Linked DNA regions of Mus musculus: region 1 is linked to region 2. Evidence: chromatin contacts called from public promoter capture Hi-C data. All regions are on one chromosome and are shown on one strand. The core of a region is the stretch at or near the end of the contact, and the rest is flanking DNA. Distances in the headings are between cores, read along the strand shown.

Region 1 (7,097 bases), core at 3,220-5,719, 3.3 Mb before region 2:
ATGGTTGTTTATGGCTTTAATCACAGCTTCAAAGTATGAAAATCTGAGTTCCAGAACAGAAACCCTGACTCAAAAAAACTAAATGAATGAAAACCTTAAGTACAGCCAGGGTGTGGTGGCCCATGCCTTTAATCCCAGCACTTGGGAGGCAGAGGCAGGGGGATTTCTGAGTTCGAACCACCCCCCCCCCAAAAAAACAAGAAAAACTTGTACCTGTATACCTATTGCCCACTGTTAAGACATTTGTAGAACATGTAACATAATAATATAATGCCCTAGGTTTGATCCCCAGCACCAAGAATTGACACAGAAACCACAGACGTAGTCCTTTCCCTACCATATCATGTTTTTTTTAAGGCCCCCAACTTGCAATCCTGTTCCATTGAAACAGGTTAGGAAACACCATGAGGCTAATCAACAATGATACAAGGAGCTGGAGAGATGGCTCAGCAGTTAAGAGCACAGCTGTTCTTCCAAAGGACCAGGTCTGTGTCCCAGACCCACAAAGCAACTTATAATAGGAGTGGAGGATATAACACTGTCTTTGCCACAGTGGGAATCAGGCACACACAGGTACATACACATGCAGGCAAGCCATACACACATTAAAAACTAAATTGACGGGGGCTGGAGAGATGGCACAGTGGTTAAGAACAGTGACCACCCTTCCAGAGGTCATGAGTTCAAATTCCAGCAATCACATGGTGGCTTACAACCATCTATAATGGAATCTGATGCCCTCTTCTGGTGTGTCTGAAGACAGCTACAGTGCATTCATATAAATAATAAATAACAAATAAAACTTAAAAAACTAGCAGGGCGCATGGTGGCACACGCCTTCGGATTTCTGAGTTTGAGGCCAGCCTGGTCTACAGAGTGAGTTCCAGGACAGCCAGGGCTATACAGAGAAACCCTGTCTCAAAACAAAAACAAAAACACACACACACACACAAAAACCACTTAAAAAAATAAATTGACATTGCTTAAAGAAAGGTCTGTCAACATTTCTTTACCTTTCACCCCACCCCAACCCTTTGCTTAAGCCTAATACCATCTTCTTTAAAATCCCTCACCCATTTTGAGATAAGGTCTCACCATGTAGCCCTGGAACTAGCCTCCTAGACAAATGTATTAACTCTAGAAATAGTAAGTTATGATATATAAAACAAAGCAAAAAGCCAGGAATGCATGGTGATGTATTTCTAGTCCGGTCTGGTCTACAGAGACCATGTGTCTAAAACTAAAGTTAGAGGGAAAAGCCCCCCCCCCCCAGGGCACACAGTGGTGGCACATGCCTTTAATTCCAGCACTGGGGAGGCAGAGGCCACCTACCTGGTCTATAGTTCTAGAATAGCCAGAACTAGGCAAAGAAACCCTGTGGGGGGTGGGGGTAGGATAGGGATAAATGAGCACAAAGAAAATGACAGAAGTAGGAAATGTAGGAAAGAGACACCATCTTCCCCCCTTTTCTATAGCAAATTCTTTATCCAGGCTCATTTTCCCCACCAATAACAAGTAGCTCTCATTTAACTTTAGCATTATCTGGATCATATGTGAATGTACTTTTTATCCAACAGCTTCAAGTTATGCCAGATATGGTGGCAACATCCTTATTATTTCCAGCATTCTGGGAAGCAGACAAAGGTGGGAACTTTAAAAAGCAAGTTCCAGGACAACCAGGGGGTTACAGAGAATCCTTGTTCTCAAAAAAGAAAAAATAAATAAGAAAATAGATGAGACAGAGATGTGTATTAAGCATATTCAAGAAACACTGTAAAATGTATTCATAACACTGGCATGATGGCTCACACCTATAATCCTGGCACTTGTGTGACAGAAGTCAGGAGACTGTCAAGAGTTTTAGTCAGCCTAGACAACAGAAAAATTCTAGACCAACCAGCCAAAACCCAGACTAAAAAGTTTCTAATGTTCTAAAAAGTTCTAAGCAAAATTAGAAATCACTAACTTCTCTTTTAGAGCACCAAAAAGCTTAGTCTTACTTTTGATACATTGGATTCTTCTGGGCCAGCTTTTCAGGAAGACCATCTTCGTCATCTAACTGTTCAAGTGGTTCCACAATGACTGGGCGAGGAGTCCTAGTAACAGAAATTATTCCTCATCTTAACTTCCAATTTTATTTCGACTATCCCTCAAAATTATTAAAAAAAAAAAAAAGAAAGCATGAACTAAAGACAACTTACGTTGTCAGTAGGAAAACACCTTCACTGCATCTTTCAAATGCTTTTCTTGCTGCTGGCTTGGAAGCAAACTCAACAATGCCTTTCCCTGTAGATCTTCCGCGATCATCCACAATTACAACAGCCCTTTCAATAGGACCAAACTGGCTAAAGGCCTCTTCCAAAAGTTCGTTGGAAACATAAGGAGAGAGATTTCGAACAGACAGGGCTGCAGCGTGTGTGGCAAATCGAACCCGAAGCTGTCTACCTCTCATGGGAGTATCATCAAGCTCAGCTTTGGCGATTTCAGCCAAGGCTCTAGATTCCTGCAAATATCAGAAATACTTTTAACAACTTCCAAACTGGCTAGTGCTCAATTTTTTAATAACCCTTCCCACTTCTACCGCTTAAGAGCTTTCTTCAAGCCTCCTCCCAACACCCCGAGGGCTAAAGGTCTGTCTTTGAGGTCCTGCCCCAATGCACACTATTCTGATTTCTATTGATGAAAAAAACTTAAAGGCTCGTTAATTCTTCCCATTTAAAAGCATGCCTAAAAACTTTCACAAAAGGGAAAAAAATTACACTCACAAGCTTAATGAACCCGAACCCTTTGCCTTTGTTGATAAAAACTTCTCCGGGTTCTCCGTATTTAGCAAACAGTCTTTTGAATTCATCCTCTGTGATATCAGCAGGTAGATTCCCCACAAACAACCGACAGCGCTGTGTGTAAGTTTTTTCTCCAGGCCTCCGCAAGAGAGACAAGTTGGCTTTAAATCCCTAATAAAGAAATCGGACGGAATTCATACACCAAAGCAGGAAAAGTCTAGTGGTCCCAAAGTAGGCCATCGTGCATTCGTTAACGATCTCCCTTTTTTCCCATGAGGGCTAGCAGGTTGAACCATATTTGGGGATCCAACAGGATCACTAACTCTAATCCATATGAAGCAGAGTATACAAAATGCTTTGAAACACATCGCCTCTTTATCAGCAAACGCCAATCAATACACCTCTGACGTCAACAAATAGCTCTAAATGCAGACTAGGAAGACAGCACCAAGTTGCCCTGTTTTCTCCCAAACAGAGGCCTCCGACGTGCACTAGTTGGGTCCCAAGGGACCGGACCGCTAGCCTCTAGCGGATTACCGCCAAGACGTGAGGATGCCCTCCCGCTGGAAGCCAATCCCTAGCGGCCTCCACAGCCCGCCGCGCGTCCGCCCCGCCTGCGCAAGCATGCGCAGGAGCGCTTCCGGCAGGGGACAAAATGGAGGCCCTCTAGGCTGCGGGCGGGGGGGAAGAGGAAAAAAAAACGCCGAGGGTAGGCAGGCGCCGCCATCTTAGGGAAACGGACGGCTTTGCTCGAGAACCCGCTCACCTCCGAGTCGGAGATCTTCTCCTCCGTGCGCGGTCCCGGTCCGCCGGGAGGGGGCCCCTGGTGGTGCTGCTGGTGGTAGGGCGCATGATGCTGCCGGCCCCCACGGGGCTCGCCGCCACCTCGGTGTGGTGGCTTCGGGTGGCCACCAGGAGCGCCCATGCCCGGGCCACCTCCAGGCTTAGGCCCACCGGGCATCTTGCCGCCTTTTGGACCGCCAGGGCCTGGCCCCGGCTTAGGCCCCGGCCCGGCGCCCCCGGCGGGCGGTGGCGGAGGGCCGCCGGTCTGTGGAGGGGTGGTCGAGACTCCGCTGCTCGGCGTCGATGGGGGAGGCGGTCCGGGGGCGGTGGAGGGGACGGCGGGCGGCGGAGTCGGGGTTGGACCAGGGCCCGGAGGGGCGCCGGTGGTCGGGGGGTTGGCGGGCGGAGCCGAGACCGCCGGCGGAGGCGCACTGCTCACCCCCGGCGCCGAGCCGGGGCCTTGGGGGACGACGGGCTTGGATTCCTGCGGCGGAGGCGGGGGCTGTTGATGGGGCGGCTGGTGCGGCGGCGGCTGCTGGTGCGGCGGCGGCTGCTGCGGCGGAGGCTGCTGCGGCGGCGGCTGCTGCTGCTGCTGGTGAGGAGGTGGAGGCGGGAGCGGCGGCTTCGGGCCGCCAGGGCCCGGGCCCATGGGGCCGCGGTTCTGGTTGAGGCCCATGCCCGGCGGCGGAGAGCGGAAGTCGTGAAGGCCGCCGCGGCCGCCACCTCCTCCACGCCGGTGAAAGCCTCCACCGCCGCCACCGCGACTCCGGAACCGATCCCGAGACATAGCTGTAGTCAAGGGGCGGTCGAGGCAGAAGCGGAGAAGTCGCTCAGGGAACGTGGTTGCCACCTTGCTGAGCACAAAATGGCGGACGACACAAGCTGCGCGCCGCCTTTGTCCTCTTCTTAAATAGGACAGTTCGGCCTGGCCCGCCTTCCCTAGATTGACAGCTCGGACAGCCAATAGCAAGTACAGTACTTGATGATGAAACCTAAGTTTTTCCAATTGGCTCCCTAGTGAGAGGCGGGAGGTAGGGAGGGCTGGGATTTCCATTTGACCAATAAACGGATAAGAAAGTGTCTATACGCCTTTGTGATTTGTTGGAAGAAATTTGAATGGGCATGCCCTGCAACTTTCGCGTGAAATTAAATATCCAGGGCCCTATCAGCTCCTGATAGCGCTGAAAGGCTATTTTCTTTCCTCTTATGAGTAGTCCGCTATTCTTGGCTAACATCTTCGCTGGGTTCAAGGTTATAAATTGAACTTGTGCTGTCTCTTATTCCTACGCCAATGAAGTTAGAGTCAATTTCACAGAGTTTAATCTCAACGGTTTTACTTTTATTGAAACCCTATCAAAGGCTAGCAGATTGGCAAACACGTGAGCCCAAAATTTGGGAGGAGGAGGCACTAGTAATCAGGACTGCAAGTTTATCTTTACATTATCAATTACATTGAGTTCAAAACCAGCTTGGGCTACATGAAACGTAATAAAATAAAAATAATAAAATAAAATAGAAGCCCCGGTTGTTTTGGCATATGCCTTTAATCCTAGCACTCTGGAAGCAGAAAGGACTCCAAGTTCAAAGCCAGCCTGGGCTGCATAGTAAATTCCAGGACAGCCAGGACTGCACAAAGAAACCCTGCCTCCAAAAAAATTAATGAATAAATAAAAGTAAAGATTTAAGAAAAAGGAAGCCGGGTGTGAGTTCCAGGACAGCCAGGGCTATACAGAGAAACCCTGTCTTGAAAAACCAAAAAAAAAAAAAAAAAAAAAAAAAAAAGGGAAAAAAAAAAACATTATTTCATAGCAACACGTTTGTTGTAATACTATAAAATTTGCCATTAGGTTTGAGTGAATGCAGTCTTTGTCCAAGAGGGAAAAGTATGGAGAGAGCTGAGGACACAGCCTTTGGGGTTCTGGCTTGTGTGACATGCAGAAGACTCACTTTATTCTCCAGCAGAAGGGTAAATGAGGTAGATGTGACTCCATGTGTGTGTACAGTAACAATTTACAAGCACAAATCATGGGAGAGGAAATTGTTTTTGATTTTGTTCAAGACGGGGTTACTCTGCATAGCCCTGGCTGTCCTAGAACTACTTCTGTAGACCAGACTGGCCTCAAACTCAGCCCTCCACCTGCCTCTGCCTCCCAGGTGCTGGGACTAAAAGCATGCATCCACCAGGTCAGCCGAGATTTCCTTTTTATTCCCTCCCTTTAAAGCTTCATGAACATTGGGTTTTAACCGGGATGGGGCTGGTGCATGCCTTTGATCCCATCAGGCATGTGGTAGAAGCAGTCATATCTCTTGAGTTCTAGGCCAGCCTGGTCTACACAGTGAGTTTCAGGCCAGCAAGAAAGATACATAGTGAAACACTGTTGAAAAAAAAAAATGTTTATGCATGGCTGAGGCCATAACTCAGTCATAAAGGGCTTGAGGCCCTAGATTCAACTCTCAGCCCACAACACTAATGTTTTGTTGTTGTTTTCTTTTGTTTTATGATATTTAGGTATCAATAAGTACTGGTATGAAAACAAGCAGCTGGCAGCATCTCTTTTCCTTCAGATTTCCCAACCCCAATAGTGTTGAGCCAGGAGGATGGTTGGTTCATCACATACAGGTCCGGCTACCAGCTTGACAGTTTGAGTTCAGTCACTCAGACCCACAAGGTGAAAGGAGAGAACCAACTCCTGAAAACTAAGTTGACCTTGGGGTCCACACATGTCCACAGATGCATGTGCCCACAAACTACAACCCCCATTCTTCCCTCAGACCTTGAAAACCAAGGGAGGCAACTGTCTACCATGCAGACACAACCCTTCACCCGCAGCTTCCTGATACCTATACCCTTTAATGCCCCTCCTAGTTATTGTGTCTCCTTATTTTTATTTTTATCTCTGTATAACCCTGGCTGTGCTGGAGCTCACTATGTAGAACAAGCTGCCCTTGAACTCACAGAGATCTACCTGCCTCTGCCTCCTAAGTGCTGAAATGAAAGGTGTAAGCTACACACTTAGCTTTGAAGTCTTGGTTTTGTTTTGTTTTGTTTTGTTTTGTTTTTTAAATAAAGATTTATTTATTTATTTTATGTGAGTACACTGTTGCTGTCTTCACACACAGCAGAAGAGGGCATCAGATCCCATTACAAATGGTTGTGAGCCATCATGTGGTTGCTGGGAATTGAACTCAGGACCTCTGGAAGAACACTCAGTGCTCCTAACCTCTGAGCCATCTCTCCAGCCCACTTCGAAGTCTTATATTCAGGAATTTGTTTCATCTGTCTTAGATATTATTATTGCCTACAAAATAAGAACTTTGTTCTCTCCTCTACACTAACCTGATAAAAATAACTCCAAAAATTCTGTCTCAGAGAGCCTGAGGATGTGCATTAAATACTACTTTGTCTTGTTTTACTTTCTACAGTTTGGGGAGGGGCCATGTACACACATCTCACACACACACACACAAAAACAAGTGGCAGTCTAAGGTCACCCAAGTGTTATCCCCTAAGACAAAAGCTGTTTAGTCGAA
Region 2 (7,218 bases), core at 3,256-5,755:
AACTATGAGTCTCTGTCCTCTCTGATGGTTCTAATTGTGTCAAGTTGACAACAAAGCAGACAGTGGCCCCAGATACTCAGGAGGCAGAGATAGGAATATTATATGTTCAAGCCCTACTTAGACTGCAGAGTGGGTTTAGGACCAGCCTGGACAAGTTTTGGTTTTGTTTAGAAGCAGAGTCTCATGTAGTAAAGACTGATCCCAAACTAGCTATGTAACTGAGGCTGGTCTTGATTTCCTGAGCCTCCTACCCTCAGCTCCCCAAGTACTGGGATTACAAAGGGGAGCCACCGTGCTTGGCAGTTCAGGCAACTTAATGAGACTCTGTCTCAAGAAAAATGGCTTGGTGAGATAACTTAGTGGGCAAAGGCACCTGCCACCAAACCTGACAAGACAACCCCCTGAGACTCAGGTGGTAGAAGAGAAATGACTTCCACAAGCTATCCTCTGACTCCACGTGTGTATTGCGGCTGTCATGTGCACACACATAGGTACATGCACACTCACTCATGCATGCACCCACATATACAAACTTTCTCATGAAATAGCTCTGAGAAAATTGAAAGCCAATCAGGAACATGTAAACCCTGCCACCCCTCACCTCCACACTGGGACTCACTGTCACCTCCACACTGGGACTCACTGTCACCCCCACCCTGAGACTCACTGTCACCTCCACACTGGGACTCACTGTCACCTCCACACTGGACTTCACTGTCACCTCCACCCTGGGACTCAATGTCACCTCCACACTGAGACTCACTGTCACCTCCACCCTAGGACTCACTGTCACCTCCACACTGGGACTCACTGTCACCTCCACACTGGGACTCACTGTCATCTCCACACTGAGACTCACTGTCACCTCCACCCTGGGACTCACTGTCACCTCCACACTGGGACTCACTGTCACCTCCACACTGGGACTCACTGTCATCTCCACACTGAGACTCACTGTCACCTCCACCCTAGGACTCACTGTCACCTCCACACTGGACTTCACTGTCACATCCACACTGAGACTCACTGTCACCTCCACCCTAGGACTCACTGTCACCTCCACACTGGGACTCACTGTCACCTCCACACTGGGACTCACTGTCATCTCCACACTGAGACTCACTGTCACCTCCACCCTAGGACTCACTGTCACCTCCACACTGGACTTCACTGTCACCTCCACACTGAGACTCACTGTCACCTCCACCCTAGGACTCACTGTCACCTCCACCCTGGGACTCACTGTCACCTCCACACTGGGACTCACTGTCACCTCCACACTGGGACTCACTGTCACCCCCACCCTGGGACTCACTGTCACCTCCACACTGGAACTCAATGTCACTTCCACTCTGGGACTCACTGTCACCTTCACTCTGGATGCACTATTGTCTCCTCACTAAGACTCACTAGGATCTCTGTTGATTCCATCTTCTACGCTCCCTTCACCATCGACAGCTACTTTCCTCCATAGCTGCAGGTCATTGTCTGTGTTAGTGGAAAGGGAGAGATGAGTAGAGGTATAAGGAGATTTGGGGTCGTTTTTGAAACCAAGTCTTTTTATAGTCCAGGTTGGCCTCCAACTTGCCACATAGCAGAGGGTAGCCCCGATCTTTCTCCACCTACCAAGTGGTAGAATTACAGACCACCACACCTGGCTTCAATTCCCTCCTTTAAACATTTATCTCCTTCACATCTTTCTCATCCCCTCCAACCTGTTCTCCATAGTGTAGCCAGGAGTTTTTTCACATGTAAATCTAACCACAAAGTTCTAGTTTTTATCTCTCTGAATTCATCATGCTCTGGGCCACAGCCACTTGAGACTTCTTTGGTTCCTCCAGCATTTCATAGGCTTTTCTATAAGTTGTCTCTTCTTGGGTGAGGCCCCTCTTTTAGCACACTTTCCTGGTTACATTGTTACATTGCCAGCTCTTAACTTAACGTCTGCTTCTTCCGTTGTTATCGGTTCTAGGATAGCTTAAGACTCCCAGTTGTATGCTCACCTTACTTCCTGTCCCTTTCCTTCCCAGTACTTGTCAGAGATTATAATTAGATATTTGTTGTGGTGACTGTTTCATTAGTATCTGTCATCTCTAGCAGACTAGAAACCCTTGGAGGACAGGAAGCAAGCCTCTTTTCATATCCAAGTATCTACAGCAACAAAGCTTGGTTGCCCTGATGCCTTACACAGAGATGCTCAATTACGTGTGTTGGGTGCATGCATGTACATGCCTAGTCGAGTCACTGTATCACTCACAACAAAGTTGACCTGGAGTGTGGTGACCTCATAAGGACTGCGTTTCCATCCTGTCAGAGCAGCCCATCCACCTCCCTCAGAGGCATGTCTCTGAGCCACTGTCATTTGCAACATCTCATAGGATATACCACCTACTTGTTTGGCTTCTGAATCATCTAAAAACCACCTCATTCAACAATGTGGTCTATCAACTTTCAGAGATAGAATAATAATTACCACTTATTCATTGACTAATATTTATTCCGTGTCTATTCCTGCCACATTCACTGTGCAAGTCGTGGGGAAATACAGATGAATAAAGGCTTCCTTGTTATTCTCAAGGAATGTATGGTTTTGAAGCACAGTTAGACATATATTCAAATTACAGCTTCCTCCTTTAAAACACTAATATTCCAAGGCACACTCAATGTTTTAAAGGATCACAGAGTGACTACCAAAGCACGTAGCAAAACCCTACTAAGAGAGGTGTGTTTAAAATGACTACCCAAGGGACATACTTTTCAAGTCTTCTAATCGTTCACTTTGGATCTGTTTATACCACAAGAAAACAATTTACTTGATGCTCTTAGGTCCCCTTAAAAAATAACCATCGTGAAGTGGCTTTTCATGTCCTTGGCTTTTATTGAACATAGAAACAGCCATGCAAGCGGTCTTAAAGGCTTTATTACATCATTGTTTCCTAATAAAGTCATGACAGTCTACCTTTGGAATTAAAGTGATACACAAAATGATGGTCTGTGTCCTCTGGTGAACTGGTTCCATTCAGATAACACCTATTCATCATGACTATGGTTTCATTTTTCTTTAGCCTTCAAGAAGCTCAGAACTGAATTTTAAATTCAGTCATTTACCACCAAGATAATTGTGAGGTTTTTTTTTTTTAAAAAAAACTCTAATGTTTTATTTCTAGATTTTAGTTTAAACCACGTTACATCTATATTGACAATAAATGTGCTAAAATAAACTTAACATGGGTAATGTGCCTAGGGAGGCTTGAATCCCAATATGGCAAAACAAACAGAAAACCAGCAATTTGGTATGCTGTGCTGTCTTATATTTTACAGAAATAAATGTGAAAGTATATGACCTATGTTATGATCTTTAAAGAGTTTGTAGAAACGGAAGAGGACTCAGAGAAAAGCAACCAAAACGAACAGGAGGAGAAGGAAGAAGAGGCGGAGAAGGAGGAGGAAGATTGGAGATAGTATGCCTTTATTGTCTAACCCCAAGTGTGTTGAAGTACTGTGACAGCCATCTTGGCAATTAGAAATGAGTATCTAAAATTTGGACTGTTCTAGAAAAATCTGTTACAGAGATAATGTTAAAGCCAGATTACAGGAATCACAGCCACTAATATACAAATAATTACAGAAAGGCTTTGAATGTGGAGGTGTTGTTCTGATGACTCTATTGATGTATTTGAAAGCACTGGAGTTACTCCCCAGGAAAATTACAACCAGAGTTCCCTAAAGCAGAACCTCCCTGTTTTCTATTCATTTGCTGAATATCAAAAGCATTTTCCAGCCAACAGTACGGCAGAGAATCTCGATTGACCCGAGGAAGAACCAGTCTGAGTTGCCAAGTCGGATGAGGAAGCCAACTGCCAAATCAGCTATCAGGGGAAGTTCCTAACACCCTGGTATCACTTGGTTAGACAGTTTAAGCCAGTGAGTTTTCTGGTAGGATTGTTTTTTGTTTTTTTTTTTTTCCTTTTAATCCTTTTTTGCGTAACACATATCCATTTAGTGATCCGATTAATGGCCGGGTCATCTATCCCCAAAATACATTCATTTGTAACACACCTCCCCTTCCAATTTTGCCCATGATTGCACAGGGTTCGTGGATTAAATAAAGTCTATCCTTAGATAACCCGGTTATGTTTGTGAAGATTTCCTGGGACTCAAGACAAAATCCTTTGATAACCCTTTAGAATCACCTCTTTTATCGGTCACGCGGCCAAGGGAACCCCGGTCTCCCAGGGTCTCTCCCATCCCCCGCCCCCGAGGCCCCTGCCGCGCAGGTGCGAAAGACCTCCCAGGCCACTCCGGCAGAGAGCGTGAAGGGGGGGGCCCTGGGAGGGGCGGGGGCGGGGGTGTTGCTAGGCGACCACGCTCTCCGCCCAGACCGGCCTACTTCTTCCGCAGGGGGCGCCATGGGCCGAGCCCAGGCTCGCGGGCCTCCCGGATCGGCCCTTTTCCGACTTCTTCCCCTCTGCCGGGCGGTGGCGCACGCCCGTGACGTCACAGGAGGCGGGGCCAGCGCGGCTGCCGGGTGCCGGAGGCGCCATTGGAGCCGGCTTGGCTTGGGAGCCGTAGCTGAAGAGTTGGATCCAGGGCAGTCCTTGCTGCCGCGTCTGCGTCTGGTCTCTGGCCCTTCCGCGGGATGGCGTGCGGGGCGACACTGAAGCGGCCCATGGAGTTCGAGGCGGCGCTGCTGAGCCCCGGTTCCCCGAAGCGGCGACGCTGCGCCCCTCTGCCCGGCCCCACTCCGGGCCTCAGGCCCCCGGACGCCGAGCCGCCGCCGCTTCAGATGCAGACGCCGCCGGCGAGCCTCCAGCAGCCTGCCCCACCCGGCAGCGAGCGTCGTCTTCCAACTCCCGGTAACCTGCGCTGCTGCTGCGGACTTGGCAGGAAGCCAGGCCCGGGCGTGGGGGGCGGGGAGGGTGCGGGGGTCGTGGACACCGGCCGAGATCACCTCCGCACCCCATATCGGCCTTGGGAGAAAAAGGAACTGGGGTGCTGCTGGGCCCGGTTGCTTCCGGGGACGAGAGACATCCGGGAAGGGCAGTGACCCCACAGTGTCGGTTTTCGGGTTTCCTGGAGCTGGAGAGTCTGAGGGGTGGGCACCAAAATGAGGTGGGGATACCCCAGACCGCCGAAGGCTCTTGGTGTCCCTGAAGCCCCTCCTGCCTCCGCTTGTGCGGAACCTCCCGGGAGATCCAGTGGGCCATGGAAAATTGGATTCTGCTCACGAACCCAGCCATGAGTGGGGCGGGAGACGGATAGAGGGGAAGGGGCGTGAGCGTATGTAGCGCCGCAAGGTGCTTTTAGGAAGACTTGATTTCTAGAATTCTTTAGGGAGCAGAAGCCATGGAATGCAATTTCAACCAGACTATTTCTTAAGAGACGGACTGACCTTGTTTTATCGTGTGGCTATTGTCTTGTTTCGGGTATGGCTTGAAGTGGGTAGTTGGTTGGCTAGTATTTGAGAATCCTTAAGTATACAGAGATTCTGTACTCAAAATTCAAATATCTAATACAGTGACTCGACTTGAGTAAGGCACTTCGTTTTAGACAAGGCAAAAAGAAGGACTCATGGGGCAGTAAAGATGCCTATCATATTGCAGTAGGAGGAGGGAACGCGCTTCAGCACCCATATTCAGCAAATTAGAGGGATCCCAGAAATAATCCCTCAAAAGTGGATTTGGCCAAGTTGTTTCTTTGTTTTCTTCTTATTGTTGTTCCTCAAGCATTAGGAAAACCTGCAGTCCCTTTAAATCATTTTTCCCCCTTACATCTTGCAGTCTCTAGTGCCTCTAGTTTTCATTTCCTCCTTCCTGTGCTTAGCCCCTCAAGGATACTGCTGCCACCAGCAGTCCTCTCGAGCTTTACCTGTGTTCACGTCGTCGTATCATCCATTTCCTTTAACTGTGGCTCTGCTCTTTCCACTAGACCTGCTTTCTCCATCTTTTCCTTGAGGTTGTTAATCTGAATAGTCTTTCACTTTGCTGTTTTGTGACAGTGTCTCACTCTCTAGACTGGCCTGGAACCCACAGTGTGGTCCAGGCCTGTCTTGAACTCAGCAGCCCTCCTGCCCCAGCCTCACAAGTGACTGGAATTACAGACTTGTAACCCATCACGGCTGATTCCAAGAATCATTTCTAAATAGAGTCTTGCATCCATTACCTAGTCTGACCCACAATGCAATCTTTTCAATTTAAATTCCCTGGTGACTTAATGTTATATATAGCCTCACCCACAGAATGACTGAACAGTTGGAAGATTTTTTTTTTTTTTTTTTGCTTGTTTGTTTTTATGAAGGGCCCCAAAAGCAGGGGCAGGCAAGGCTGAGGCAGGAAGATCAAGTGAACCTAAAAATTCTACACCAGCCAGAGCCTCATAGGAAGACCCCCATTTCAAAAAGGCAGAGGCATAAATGTCTGTTGAAACAAAAATTTTATTTCCTCAGTACTTAATTTTCTATACCATTTGTGTAGTGGTCCAGCTGAGCACAGTTGTTTAGTGATCATTTTAAAATGTGTTCAGAGACTGAGTATGGCAGAGTCCTGTAATGAGGTCGTCTTTGTTGTTGGGCATGCTGACTCTGAAAACCAGAACCTCAGTTTGCTCTGGGGAACTAAATGCCCTGAGCTCAGTTACTTTTTTTTTTTTTTTTTCTTTTTTTGGTTTTTCGAGACAGGGTTTCTCTGTGTAGCCCTGGCTGTCCTGGAACTCACTCTGTAGACCAGGCTGGCCTCGAACTCAGAAATCCACCTGCCTCTGCCTCCCGAGTGCTGGGATTAAAGACGTGTGCCACCACGCCCAGCTCAGTTATATTTTTTAACTTTTTAATGTATTAAATACACCCCCAAACCTTGTTTCTTAATGCTTATTAGATTTTGGTTCTGTCAGTCATGAAAGAAACATGAAGAATTAATCTATTACTTAATGTTTTAGCTTAGGTAGAACATGTCCTCTGGATTCAAGGATAAAATAGAGATGTTGCTAGTTGCTCTACAAATAGACTAAGTGGGTTTGGCGACCCATACTCTCCACACTTGAGAGGCAGAATTGCTACAAGCTTAGGGCCAGCCTGGTCTATAGAATGAATTCCAAGCTACCCAGGGCTATCTCAATATACCAAATAACAATGGTGTCATCTAAGGGGGAATTTAGTTAATAATGGGATTTTATTTTCCTTCTCCTCTTCCTCCCTTTTTTTGTGGGTGGGTTGGGGGGAGA

The links. Promoter capture Hi-C pulls out the DNA fragments that hold promoters and counts their contacts.
Region 1: a promoter capture Hi-C map of cranial neural crest shows a contact between it and region 2. The contact joins the promoter of Sfpq here to the promoter of Akirin1 in region 2.

What each region holds. Positions count from the first base shown.
Region 1 is chr4:127,018,673-127,025,769 of GRCm38.p6, reverse strand. Sfpq (splicing factor proline/glutamine rich (polypyrimidine tract binding protein associated)) reads right to left here and starts at 4,469. Exons shown (of 10, transcript NM_023603.3): 1 at 3,550-4,469; 2 at 2,766-2,954; 3 at 2,202-2,503; 4 at 2,001-2,096. The coding sequence starts at 4,353.
Region 2 is chr4:123,747,586-123,754,803 of GRCm38.p6, reverse strand. It overlaps Akirin1 (akirin 1), which reads left to right and starts at 4,505. Exons shown (of 5, transcript NM_023423.3): 1 at 4,505-4,856. The coding sequence starts at 4,640.